2 separate regions of the Pan troglodytes genome follow, and region 2 is linked to region 1. A link is a contact called in public Hi-C data. All regions are on one chromosome and are shown on one strand. The core of a region is the stretch at or near the end of the contact, and the rest is flanking DNA. Distances in the headings are between cores, read along the strand shown. Region 1 holds the start of EPHB1 (EPH receptor B1). Region 2 overlaps EPHB1 (EPH receptor B1).

Region 1 (2,700 bases), core at 55-2,554:
GCCGCGCCGGGCACGGTGTCTTTGGAGCGCGCTTTCCCAGCCACCAAGCCGGAGGCACCGCCAAGTCTGAGCTGGCAGAGAGTGACGCTGCCCGACGACTCCCGGCCGCCGAGTATCCTCTCCGGGGTGGTGGAGAGGCTGGGAGACTTTAGGTAGGACCGACCACTCACCCCAGCCCACTCCTGTTCCAAGGCTCAAGAGGCGAAAAGGGTTTCCACCTCTCCCCGACTGACCCTGGAAACGTGCAGTCCCACAGGCGCCCGGACCACCAGACTGGTCCCCAAGGGTACGGCCAATGAACTCCACCCCTCTCCTTCGGCGGCCACTTGCGGGATACCACGGCAGAGCTTCTCCGGCCCCCGCGCGCAGTGCTTGCACGCCAAGCAGAGTCCACTAGCCCGTGGACTGCGAGCTGGGGAAAAGGAGGTGGCGCGCGGCTGCTCAGAAGCGTATCCGTGCCTGGGAGCAGACGGGCGCCAGTACTCCAGGAGCCGGATGGCCAGAGGCACCCCTTTCTCCCCAACGCCCAGCTCTGGCTCTGCCCCAGAGCTAAGGAGCATGCACCGCAATGCAGCGGGCTCCGAGCTCTCCGAGCGGGGGCTGCGGGAGACCGAGGCTACTAGGGAGTGCCGGGGCGAGGAAGCCGGGGGACTCGCGAGCCAGTTTCGGGCGCTAAGAGCCAGCCGGGGGCGCTCTGGTGGGTGCCGCCCAAGCCCCGCGCTCGGCAGCGGCCGAGGCTCCCAAACCTCCTCGCCCTCGGGTCCCGGGATGCCTGCACCGCAAAGCAGCCAGAGGAACCCCGCGAACCGCGGAGCACAGCAGTCCCGAGGCGGCCGGCACCAGCAGCCAACTTGCTCCGTGGAGGGTACGTTACCTTCCATCGCAGCCACTGCGGATGCCAGGAGGAGCAGTAGCAGATAATCCAGGGCCATCGCCGGCCGGCGGCCCCCAGGCCGAGACCAAGCCGAGGCAGCAGCGCCGGGAGAGCGCCGCGTCCCAGGGCGCCGCTGCGCTCTCCGCGGGTGGCTTCTCGGTATCCTTTCGCGCTCTCGCCCGGACCGGACTTCCCGGAGCGCTGCGTGGGCGTGGGCAGGAGTGTGTGCGCGTGGGGCGGTGCGGGCGCGCGTGGGTGTGGGTGTGCATGTGTGTGTGTGTGTTTATGGGAGAGGTGGGTGTGTGCGTGCGTGTGTGAGAGAGAGAGGGCGAGGGAGAACGAGCCTGGGAGAGCGCGCGAGAGCGAGTGCGTCCTGGTGTCACATTGCTAGCTACAGCGGAGCCTACGGGAGGACGGAGCCGGCCAGACTGACGCGGGAGGGAGCGGGATCCCCCACCATCAGCTCTCTCCCCACCCCTAACACCTCCTGTCCAATCAAGGAATCAAACCTGCAAAATTCCCCCGGCCAATCAGGCGCGAGCACCTCCTTACACTGGCATTGTTAGTTTAAGAAAAACTTTTGCTTGCAAGGCTGTGCGGGAGGGCTCGGAAGGCGCTAGGAGGGGTCCGGGCTCCCCCTCGTGGTGCTCTCGGAGAACCGCAGCGGCCCGCCCAACTCACCCTGTCCCCACATAGGGGGCCCAGCGAAGGAGCTGGGGAGGCCTCGTGCCCTTACATCCCACCCAGGACTGGATCCGCTTTAAATGATCAAATGAGCCTTCGTTCATCTTCTCTGTGACAAGAGCACCCTGCCTACCCTGTTTAGAGCAACTCCAGGGGCGCACCCGTGCCTCTCCTCCAGAGCTCTTCACTCTCTAGCATGGGTTGGTATTTACTAATCGATTTTGTTTATCGTGGGGTCTCCCCCTTATTAAAATGGGGTCACCATTTTCGGATTCTTGCCTATTTTGTTCACTACAGAATCCACAGTTCACAGAACAGTGCCTGGCCTGTGGGAGGCATAGTACATGTCCGTCGAAAGAATGAATACTGTTCAGATAACCTGTGGGCACTTGCTCCAGGGTCCACAGGGAACCGGACTTGCTTCCTGTCCAACGTTTCCCAGCTCTTTTTCTGCAGAAGCCTCTGGTTGCCTTTAGTGTTCACTTCCCAGTGCATTGTGAACTTCCACAGAGGGCCCTGACCCCAGAGGACAGCTCAGCGTGGGGAGACCAGGAGTCACACAGTCAGCTATAAAACAGAAGAGCCTGCAAGAGGGCTCTCCCAGGCCGGTGCAAGGCGAGGTGCACTGTTGCTGTGGGCCAGGCCTTCAGTGTGGGTGGGAAGGACTTAGGCAGCAACTGGGGATGCAGCCTTGGAGATAGGAGCAATTCTCCCAGGCTCAGCTCTCACAGCTACACTTTATCTTCCTGTTTCTGGAGATGGTCAAGGGTTCTAAATCAGAAACTCACCTTGAGGCTGTTATATGTTATGCTGGAGATGTGTCCTTCCCTCCTCTCCCGCCCCCCCTACATACCTGATGATAGTCTGGTCCTACAGGGTCAGGGATGACCCGTTAGGTTCCCCACCCCTCCTCCTACGCCTCTCACCTTGGAGGCACCAATCCTTTCCCCTGGTCTGTTAATGAGCTAACAGTGGGCAGATGCGATATTTCCCTTTGGGATGACTCTCCTTTCTGGGCTTTTCAGTTCCCCACACCCCCCACCTCTGCGTGTCTAGTCTCTCCTTTGCTGGGACTGCTTCCTCTCCACCACAGCCAGACTCAAGTCCCCCAATCCTGACAATTCTTTCCTTCCCTGGCTCTG
Region 2 (2,700 bases), core at 16-2,515, 440 kb before region 1:
TGGGAGGAGTCAGAAGTGGAATGGTATTAGTTGGCTATCTCCCCACCCAAATCTCACCTTGAATTGTAGTTCCCATGATCCCTGTGTGTTGTAATAGAGACCCAGTGGGAGGTAATTTAATCATGGAGGCAGTTACCCTTCTGTTCTACTGTACTAGTGAGTGAGTTCTCACCAGATCTGATTATTTTATAAGGAGTTTTCCCCCCTTTTGCTTGGCACTTCTTGCTGCCACCATGTGAAGAAAGACATGTTTGCTTCCCCTTCCACCATGATTGTAAGTTTCCTGAAGCCTCCCCAGCCATGCTGAACTGTGAGTCAATTAAACCTCTTTCTTTATAAATTACCCAGTCTTGAGTATGTCTTCATTAGCAGCATGAGAACAGACTAATACAGCAAATATTTTTCAACATTGTACTAAGCCTCAAAAGATCTTAAAATGATGAAAAAGGAAAAAAGCAGCAAATTGGCCTCATTAATGTTTCTGTCAAGTATATCTGTGCCCCAAAGGAAATGGAGGGCAAATTGAGATAAAGTTTACATTGTATGTCAAGAGTCACCCTGGAGTTGGCAGGTTGGACACTCTGCCTTCGAGCAGTGACCCTCCTGACTGTGTGGTTGATCAGCCTGGGTACAGCACCTGCTTGCGAGTGAGGGTCTGTGCAATCCATTGTAGACAAGTTCACACACAGATGGTCCTGCCCTCAGGGGGCATCCATGTGGCGCACCCCTGCTCCTGTTCCACAGTCACTGTCTACTGCACTGCTCTAAAGTGAGCTGCAAGTGTTTCTGTGTCAAATTAGAAAGGTATTTTAGAATAAATGTCTCAACTTAAAAGCACTCTGAAGGTACACTGACCCATTTTCCTCAATCTAATGAGTAAAGTGATATTTTTCCAGATAAGACTCATAACAACTAAGAAGGAAAAGAAGTTTTTGCCTAAAAGGTTATCTTGCTCTGAGTGTCACCAGCTTCTAACAGCTAGTGGAAATGGCTTCTGGCTGCTGAATTGCAACTGAGTCTATATAATAAAGAGGCTGTTCCCAGTTCCCCAGGATGCCAGGAATTTGCATGAAAACAGTCTCTCATCTTCTGAAAGAGTTCATCTGGCCCTGCTGCTTATTTCTTTCCAGAAGCCACAATCTTGATGGTGACACTGTAATTTATTACCGTGCTAAGGATTATGATGCAACATACAGAGAATGAAAACTTGAGGTGGGAAGCAGGCTGCAGGAACAGGTGAGCTTTTGGAGAGGATGGTCTCGTTTGTCATGCAAATGGCACACATAACAGAGAAGAGGGCTGGGAGAAAAGACAACCCAAAAAGACACACAGCATTAGCTGCCGACAAAATTGTTTCTAAATAGAATGTTTTTCAAAGCTTTTCTTGAAGCATTAGCTGCTCCTCCAAAATGAATGGCAGAATGTATTTCGTACTAGTAATAAAATATGTGATTTGAATAACTACAAATGGAAAGATTTACAATTGGGTGGGGTCCTTGCTGCCTCTCCCCTGAGCTTTGTGAGCGCTGAAACCCTTCTGTGCAATGCTGCAAAAGGTAATTGCAGCCCAAACATAATTTTCCAGCAGCTACAGAAAGGCTTATTTGGACATAAATTAACTAAAAATATGTGGATGATAGTGTGTATTTCATGTGTGAAGAACAGAAAGGCCACTTGGTGACATTTCCCAACTGGAAAAAAAATCTTCAACCAAACAGACGTCATTTTTCTGTACTATACTGACTGGGCAAACAGCTCTCTTTTACTATCCACACCCAAAACAGCCTCTGATGGCCAGGATACAGGCATTATTATTTCTTTTTATTATCCAGTGCTTCTTGAGTTTACAATTAAAAAGAAAGGATGGAGAGACAAGGGCTAAATAATTAACTAGCTGCCTTCATTCATTTGACATTCAGGCCCCTCTCTGAGCCAGGCCAGGGACAATAAAGGGCAAAGAAACAGCATCCCTTCAGCCCTGAGGAGGACACTGTCCAGGGAATCCCGCAGTGGTAGTCAGGTCTTTAGTGGTGCAGATCCTATGTTCATCGCCTCACTATTCATGACAGCAAAGACATGGAATCAACATTAGGTGCTCATCAATGGTGGGTTGAATAAAGAAAATGTGGTACATGTACACCATGGAATACTATGCAGCCACAGAAAAGAAAGAAATGATGTCCTTTGTGGTAACATGAATGGAGCTGGAGGCCAGAATCCTAAATGAATTAGTGCAGGAGCGGAAAACCAAATATCACACGTTCTCACTTATAAATGGGAGCTAAACATGGAGCACACATAGACATAAATATGGGAACAACAGACACCGCAGACTACTAGAGGTGAGAGGGAGGGAGGGAGGCATGGGTTGAAAAACTACTTATTGGGTTCTATGCTCACTACTTGGGTCCAATACACCCATGTAACAATCCTACACATGTACCTCATGTATCTAAAGTAAAAGCCAAAATTATTTTAAAAATTTAAATTAAATTACCCTAATTTAGATCTTGTTAATAAAAATAAAAAATAATGGTGCAGGTGTGTTCTCTCCTTGTTTAGTCCCTGAAGCCTGGGTCCTGCTATCAGTGCTCCTGAAGTGAGTGCTCTGGAGAAAGAGCAACTGGACTCACCCCAAAGGGCTTTAGCTTCTCTAGACACTTTGCTCTCCCAGATGGTGGGGTACTGATAATGAACAGA

The links. Hi-C and Micro-C count contacts between places; a contact is called where the count stands out from the background.
Region 2: a Hi-C map of induced pluripotent stem cells shows a contact between it and region 1, with 4 times the contacts expected there. The contact joins the enhancer-like site here to the promoter of EPHB1 in region 1. A contact is called at or near these places in 3 of 7 Hi-C or Micro-C datasets (induced pluripotent stem cells and stem cell-derived neural progenitor cells) and 1 of 1 datasets of contacts at active chromatin or transcription factors (stem cell-derived excitatory neurons).

The regions. Positions count from the first base shown.
Region 1 is chr2:138,035,135-138,037,834 of NHGRI_mPanTro3-v2.0_pri, reverse strand. EPHB1 (EPH receptor B1) reads right to left here and starts at 1,304. Exons shown (of 16, transcript XM_001151617.7): 1 at 875-1,304. The coding sequence starts at 932.
Region 2 is chr2:138,473,541-138,476,240 of NHGRI_mPanTro3-v2.0_pri, reverse strand. All of the region lies in intron 12 of EPHB1 (EPH receptor B1), which reads right to left. Among named protein-coding and RNA genes, the nearest start is that of EPHB1, 440 kb to the right of the region's middle. Within about 2 kb of position 1,265, at least 1 of the 24 cell types and tissues checked has an H3K27ac peak or open chromatin away from gene starts, as enhancers often do. A contact at or near this core is called in induced pluripotent stem cells, where this site is marked.